Regions from separate parts of the Capsicum annuum genome. Here region 1 is linked to region 2. The links are chromatin contacts, called in public Hi-C maps. All regions are on one chromosome and are shown on one strand. Each heading gives the region's core, a stretch centred on a gene start, on an enhancer-like site or on the middle of the called end of the contact. The rest is flanking DNA. Distances are from core to core; before and after follow the strand shown.

Region 1 (3,717 bases), core at 212-2,711, 61 kb before region 2:
ATGATTCGATTGCATGACTAGATTAATGGATGCTTAATTTTCTAACCCTCAATTTCTTCACTATTTTTGTATAGAATTCAACGTGTGTGTATATATATATCTTTTTTTTTTTTTTTTTTCATTCAAGTCATTTTTTAATGCTAAAATTTCCGCTCAGACAAGAATTATTTTCATCAAAATTGAAACTTTGTGATCACTATTATATTTTGAATTTTGAATTTACATGAGGTAGATGAATGTCGGTTGACTTTGAGGAATTCTTTTAAGTAAATATTAGGTTTAATTGTATTATTTTTAGATCTCTATTTTGAGAATTTTTCAATGTAAAGATAAAGTTTAGTTGTATTATTTTGATATCTTTATTGTCGTATTATTTTGTTATAGTTTAAAGTTGTTGGATGAGTGTTGTACGGATTTGAAGAAATTTTTGTGTAAAGATTTGATTTAATTATATTATTTTGATGTCTATATCATTATATTGTTTTGTTAAAGTTTACATGTGCCAGAGGAATGTCGATCGGCTTTGAGATTTTTTTTTAGTAAAGATGAGGTTTAATTAAATAAATTCTCTAAAAGATGTTGAATTTAATTATTTTATTCATCTTTATTATTTAAGCGAATATCCTAGTTAATGTGATGTTTAAACTCAATAAGGTGATGTGTACACCTAAACTAGTATAGTCTAAATGTTTGTCACATCGTGCTAACTTTTTCTAATAAAAAGTGAGAATCTAACAGGCCTATAAACTGCGAGGCTCTAATTTTTTCATTTTCGGCCCAAATAAAAGCTTTCTGGACATCACCGCCTTATTTCCTTGTTTATAAAGACTGATTCGGCCCAATAACTCAGAGTTACTTTATCTAAGGCCCATTTCAATTATAAATTGAAAAATAACATAAACATACATCATAACTTATCAAATTTGCACAAATCGTCACTCTTACAAAGTAATTATAAATATACCAACTAATTATATATCTTCGACAAATGTATTGAAAATTAATTATATGTCTCGACAGACCCCAAATCGAAAAAAATATATCAGAAGCTGATTATGTATCTGTACAAAAAAAAAATGTACCTACACTGGATGTATTATGTATTTTAACAGACTCAAAATCGAAAAAACGTATCAAGAGTTAATTATGCATTTTTCGTTGAATGTATCGAAAGCTAATTATATATGGGGACAAGTTCAAACTTAAAACTTTTTATAATTAAGTAAAGTATTGAAATTTTCTGTAATTAAGCTCCAAAATGTTGGAATTTATATTGTTTTTACTTACAAATTCTTTCAGTTTTATATCCGTTTGGTAGGAGTTATAATAAATAACTATTTAAAATTAACTTTAAAATAAATTTAAAAATATTTTATTGAAATAAAATTAAAAAATAACTTATTTTAAAATTAATTATTTTAAAATTATAATATTATTTTTATGACTAAACTTTTATTACCGAAATAACAATATCCGAATAACTAATCTCCCATGGATAGCTCATATAACTTGTTCCAACCGAACAAGGCCAAATTTTAATGTTTAAAGATAAGTTTTTTTTTTTTTTTAATTATTATTATTAGTTTGTCCAAAAGCTAACACTCCCAACAATTTCACTTATAAACTCATGTTCTTTCTGCTGAATTTTTAATTACAACTTATCTTCAAATTAATTGCCAAAAAAATGGAGCTCCATGGTAACTAATTTCACCCTTTTCTCATCAAATTTTGGGAATATTTATTTATTTTTTGATTATTTTTTTAATTTGGATTTTTTTTAATTAGGGCAAAGAGGTTCAAATCCTAAAGCTGTTCTTGCTTCCCTGCTGAATAAAAGAGAAAAGCTTCAAGAAGAGCTGAGAAATGTTGAAAAACAAGTAAAAATACTCTACCTTTCTTGAATTCCTTTAATTATTTTCATTACGAAGTTCTGTGTTTAGTTTTTTTTTTTTTTTTTTTAAGTTTTTGTAGAAGCTCTTTGGTTGGATATTAATCTGTGTTTTTTAATTTGTTTTTCTGTTTTTGACTTGCACGGAGTTTAAGAATATAAATAATACTCTCTCCTTCCCAAATTACCCATCCCAAATTTTCTAATTTAATTTCTCATTTTACTTTTCTTTTTTCCATTAATCAAGAAGACACAATTTTTTTTCTATATTTTACCCTTTGCATTAATTATTTTTTCTTTAAATTAAAATGTAAACATCATTTAACGGAGGTATTATGGTAAACTAGGCATATTATTAATTATTTTTCTTAATCATTGTGCCATCTCAATTTGGGACCGAGGGAGTACTAAATACTTTTGAATTTTATTGTCTTAAATTAAAGGTGGGTGGAGTTTATGAAAATGTCATTTAATCTTGTGGTCTTAAATATGCCACGTGAAAAATTGAAATTAAGGACTTGAATCTTGTAGGTTTTAAATTGAAGATATGTGAAATATATTAAAATATCCTTTAATCTCTTGTGATCTTAAACATGTCGCGTGTAAAGTTTGAAATTAAAGAGTTGCCAAAAAAGTTTTTTTTTGAAATGGACTAAAATAGACCGAAAAGAAAAGTAAGATAAATAAATTGAAAGGGGAAGTTGAAATTAAATAGTTGCCAAAAAAGGTGTTGTTAAACGGACTAAAAAGGAAAGTAAGATAAACAAATTAAAAATGGAGGGACTGATATATTTTTGTATTGTTTTACTGAAATCTTTTAGAAATTGTATATATAATTTGATATTCTCTCTACCTTCCCGGACCCACTCGTGGGATTATATTGGGTATATTGTTGTATCTGTCATTTGAGATCTTTTGGTAATAACGATTTTGCTGTAATTTCGAGTATTTGCGGCTTGTGTCATGAGATATGAGAAATTGTTTGATTATTCGCGTTATCCCTTTTTAGTGTTCAAATAGGAAGCTAAGATATGAGTATTGGTTTGATGTAGGTTTATGATCTCGAGACGAGTTATTTGCAAGAAACGGGCTCCTTTGGGAACGCGTTGAAAGGTTTTGAAGGCTTTCTATCAACATCGAATAAGAATTCAAAGTACACACCTTTCTAGCGTTTATTTCCTCACATTCTTGTAGTTGGAAAGTAGAAGTGTTGTTATTGTAAATGGTTACTTTTTGTCGCATAGCGTTTCGTTTTTTCTCGCTAAGTATCTCGTGTGCCTCTTAGTGTCTGCAATAGTTAAAGTTTGAAACTTTGAATATCTCACATCCTTGATTTGATGGGAGGTAAGAATCAGCTTCTAAAGTAACGTTAGGCGTAAATATAGTTATGAGTTATATTAATAACCCATAAAGTTATGATAGTTGATGGAATTGTTCATGAAAATTTCGTTCTATGAATCGGCATTTTGTTGCGTTGACTTAGCATATATATCAGTTTCTTATTTTATGATAATTGGGCTCTTATTTCAGTAATTGCTTGATTTCCACATGGTATTGTGATAACGATGACAACTGCAATCTGTATTAAGATTCTTTAATGGAAATAATCTTGATAGGGATGTACTGGTTCTGAACTGTACAGGATTCAGTGAAGCATAGATCAACAAGTAGATGCGCTCTGTTGGTTAGGTGAAAAAATGACCATAAGAAAAAAGGGCAAGTTACTGCATCTAAAGTAATATACTGGTTCCGTGAGACTTTACTATCCATATCTCTAGATACAAGATAAAAAAGATTCACATCTCTAGGTAAATTTAAGGTTTCTGTCT
Region 2 (3,394 bases), core at 715-3,214:
CTTCGGTTACTTATTGTGTGCAATTTTTAACCCCTCAACATGGGATTTCATTTAGTTCTCCTATCTACAATTATATTCATTTTTTAACCTGATTACACACAAACTTTATTCTTATTTTCAAGTTCTTTAAATGTTTTCATCATCTAAGTCAAAAGAATTAAGGTGGATTTTCTTATCTCTTACTTTCTCAATTATTATCTTATTTTGATTATCTATGTTGTTATTTATATTCCATCGTTTCCCTTATATTCACACTGTTAAAGGATTGACAAGATTTGAATTAATTACCTAATGAGTAAAGATGGATAGAGCGAGGGAGTAAAAAATAAATAATTTTAACAAATCATAATATATATATATATATATATATATATAAATCAAAAATTGCTTAAAAAATTTTTGTTGGTTGAACAACATATTTCTTATTGCGGTTTGGTTTTATATATTGAGTGCAGCTATAAATGATAAATCAAAATAATTTTGACGTGTGAAATAATTTTTAATATGAAAGTTTAAAACAGATTTTATGTCAATTCAATTGAAAGCAAAATCTCACGTTTTCAATGGTCAAAGTAAGTCATTTATTTATTTATTTTTTAAAAATATGGTGTCATAATTTTCAACTGCAAAGTAATTATCACATCTTTATATGAACTTTTGAAAATTCCAAATTACAGAAAAAATGTGCGTGATACAGTTTTCCTTTCCACACTAAAAATTGACCACACAGTTGATCATGGAAGTGTAAGTTATTAACTTTATTTTTTTAATGAAAAATGTTACTGAATGGGTTTGGTTGTAACGTCCAGCCCACTAGTTATTATGCGTTAATAGAGTGAACAGTCTGTTTACTTGTATATCTAGTTGGGTGTTACATACACCTTCACTAAAGTTTGCCGATGTGAAACTCTTTATCCTAAGTTGGGTGTTACATACACCCTCTCTTATGGACTCAGTGTCCTCGGTGAGGTGAGTGACTCTGATACCATTCATAACGGCCCAATCCACTAGTGATATTGTTCGTTTTAGATTTAATCCGCACGATTTTAAGACGAGTCACTAGAGTGAAAAGTTTGTTTACTTATATATACCGAGTATCTGTCCTGTGTTTTGTCGATGTGGAACTTCTTATCCGGGTGTTACGTTGGTGTATATATATAGTTCGATATTTATTTTGAGATTCGATTAATTTTAATTCGTGTTGAAAAATCTAACACTCAAAATAAAGATGTTTTCTACCAAAAATGACTATTCGTTTAGCTCGACCAAACCCTGGTTAGAGATGAAGAATTACTTAGCTAGAGGAAGAATGAAATTTATGAAATCTGCATGAAGAAAACAAGATGGTCATAGTATTATTAAAAGATCAAGTACAATTACTTTATTGAAGTTGAAATTTGCATGAGAAAAACAATGTGAACATAATATAATTAAAAAACACGATGTTACATAATTTTCTGACAAATTTCAACGTAAAAGTTACATTTTCTATAGACCTAGTTTATGTACAATAATAACTGTACAACCTACATGTGAAAGAGTCTATAGGGCGATAGTTTTAGCTCAAACTTTTGTATATATATTAAAAATTTATTAAAGTGATATAAAATATTAATTCGGACGTAAAAAAAATCAAATGAATATATGGTAACAAGTATCCTTTTCTAAGGATAGATGACTTGTTTGATTAGTTTCAAGGTGTCAAATTCTTTTCTAAGATAGATCTTCGGTCTGAGTATCATCAACTTAAGATTAGGGAGCTGGATATTCCTAAGACAACCTTCCATACTCGGTATGGACACTTTAAGTTCTTGATTATGTCATTTGGTTTGACCAATGCCCTGATGTCGAATAACGCATGAAATTATAAATTCTGAATCCGTCTTTGTCTACGTGTATCTAGGAGATTGATCTTTGATTTCGTGCTAACCACAAAAACGTATTCCATCTTCCAGTCTATGTCAAATGATATGTCGCTATTTGACAGTCAAATATTGTTTTTCTAAATTATAATTGGGGCGGCGCCAGTATATAACATATAAGTTCGACAAAATCTAGTAGTTTTAATCTAAACCTTGTACCTGTTTTAAAAAATATAATAAATATATAAAAGTTAAATTCAGAATACAGTTTTAATAATAGCATTTGAGATCATGTCGTAATTTTCAAAACCCATATATAAAATTTAAATTTTTGCTCCGTCTCTAATCATATACTACGAACATGCTACACGTCAATTTTTTTTAGGGCATAATAATTAAGATATAAAAATTTATTTGCATCCGATATTTATATCGATTCAACGAAAATAAACATAATACATCATACATGCATTCACATACACTCTAAAGGACAACTTTTTTCTTAATACGTGTATGAGAAAGATTTAACACCTGGAAAGATAAGAGAAGAAAAATTCTATATTGGGAAGAACAAAGAAATAATGGATGTGGAAAAATGAGTTTTAATTTTACTAGTCACATGTGATTATAATAATTTATAACAAAAGAAGAAAAAAAAACAACAACCAAAGACCATAAATGAACCACAAGAGTTGGTGTGGTGGTTCAACATCTCACCCCTTAAGCAAGAGGTTGATGGTTCGATCCCCACCTCTGGTGCATTGAAAAAACTCTGTGGTTAGTTCCCTACCGTTTAATGCATTGACCGTAGGAACGGATGATTAGTCTCACAACTGACGGCTGTGAAAATACTTTGGGAAATAAAAAAAAAGACCATAAATGGGGTGAAGATTTCTACTGAAATGACATGATTTTGTTAATATCCAGAAAATAGTTAATTCCTCCCTACTTTATTTTTACTTGTTCACTTTTTTTTTTTGGAATGTTCAATAATACTTACTAGTTTATTTTATAAAATTAATAAATAATTTATTTATTTTCATTCATTTTATCCTTGATATTTAATACAATGCATCATCATTGCATTTTTTAAAGCAAAAAAAGTTATTATATTCAAAGAATGATATACGAAAAATCACTCCTATATTTATTATTTTTTAAGATTTTGCTAAATCAAAATTAGATAAGTATTTATAAACGAAAGAGTACCTTTAAAATCTCTCACAGACCTTTGGTAGTCAACATGGAATTAATATGATCAGGTATTCATTGAATCTTGAAATTGGAAACCAAAAAACAACTTATTCCTCCTCAAGAATTTGTGTGATAGTCACGACCTGAGTCGGAGTTCTGGCCGTGATGGACATCTCGAACCATTAGGTTCGTCTTTAAAACGTTGTATTTTGTCGATGTGGGACTCCTCAATCCATTAGTGATATTATCCGCTATGAATCTAGACTCGCACGACTTTAAAACGCATTTCTAGAGAGTAAGACTTGATTACTTATATTACCAAGATCCCTCCTGTGTTT

The links. Hi-C and Micro-C count contacts between places; a contact is called where the count stands out from the background.
Region 1: a Hi-C map of placenta shows a contact between it and region 2, with 4 times the contacts expected there. The contact joins the promoter of LOC107864179 here to the enhancer-like site in region 2. A contact is called at or near these places in 3 of 5 Hi-C or Micro-C datasets (bud, leaf and placenta).

Annotation. Positions count from the first base shown.
Region 1 is chr3:14,375,405-14,379,121 of UCD10Xv1.1, reverse strand. LOC107864179 (chromatin modification-related protein eaf6) reads left to right here and starts at 1,461. Exons shown (of 7, transcript XM_016710469.2): 1 at 1,461-1,697; 2 at 1,786-1,877; 3 at 2,941-3,041. The coding sequence starts at 1,685.
Region 2 is chr3:14,315,346-14,318,739 of UCD10Xv1.1, reverse strand. No RefSeq gene overlaps it. Among protein-coding and RNA genes, the nearest start is that of LOC107864180, 5.5 kb to the left of the region's middle. Within about 2 kb of position 1,964, at least 1 of the 5 cell types and tissues checked has an H3K27ac peak or open chromatin away from gene starts, as enhancers often do.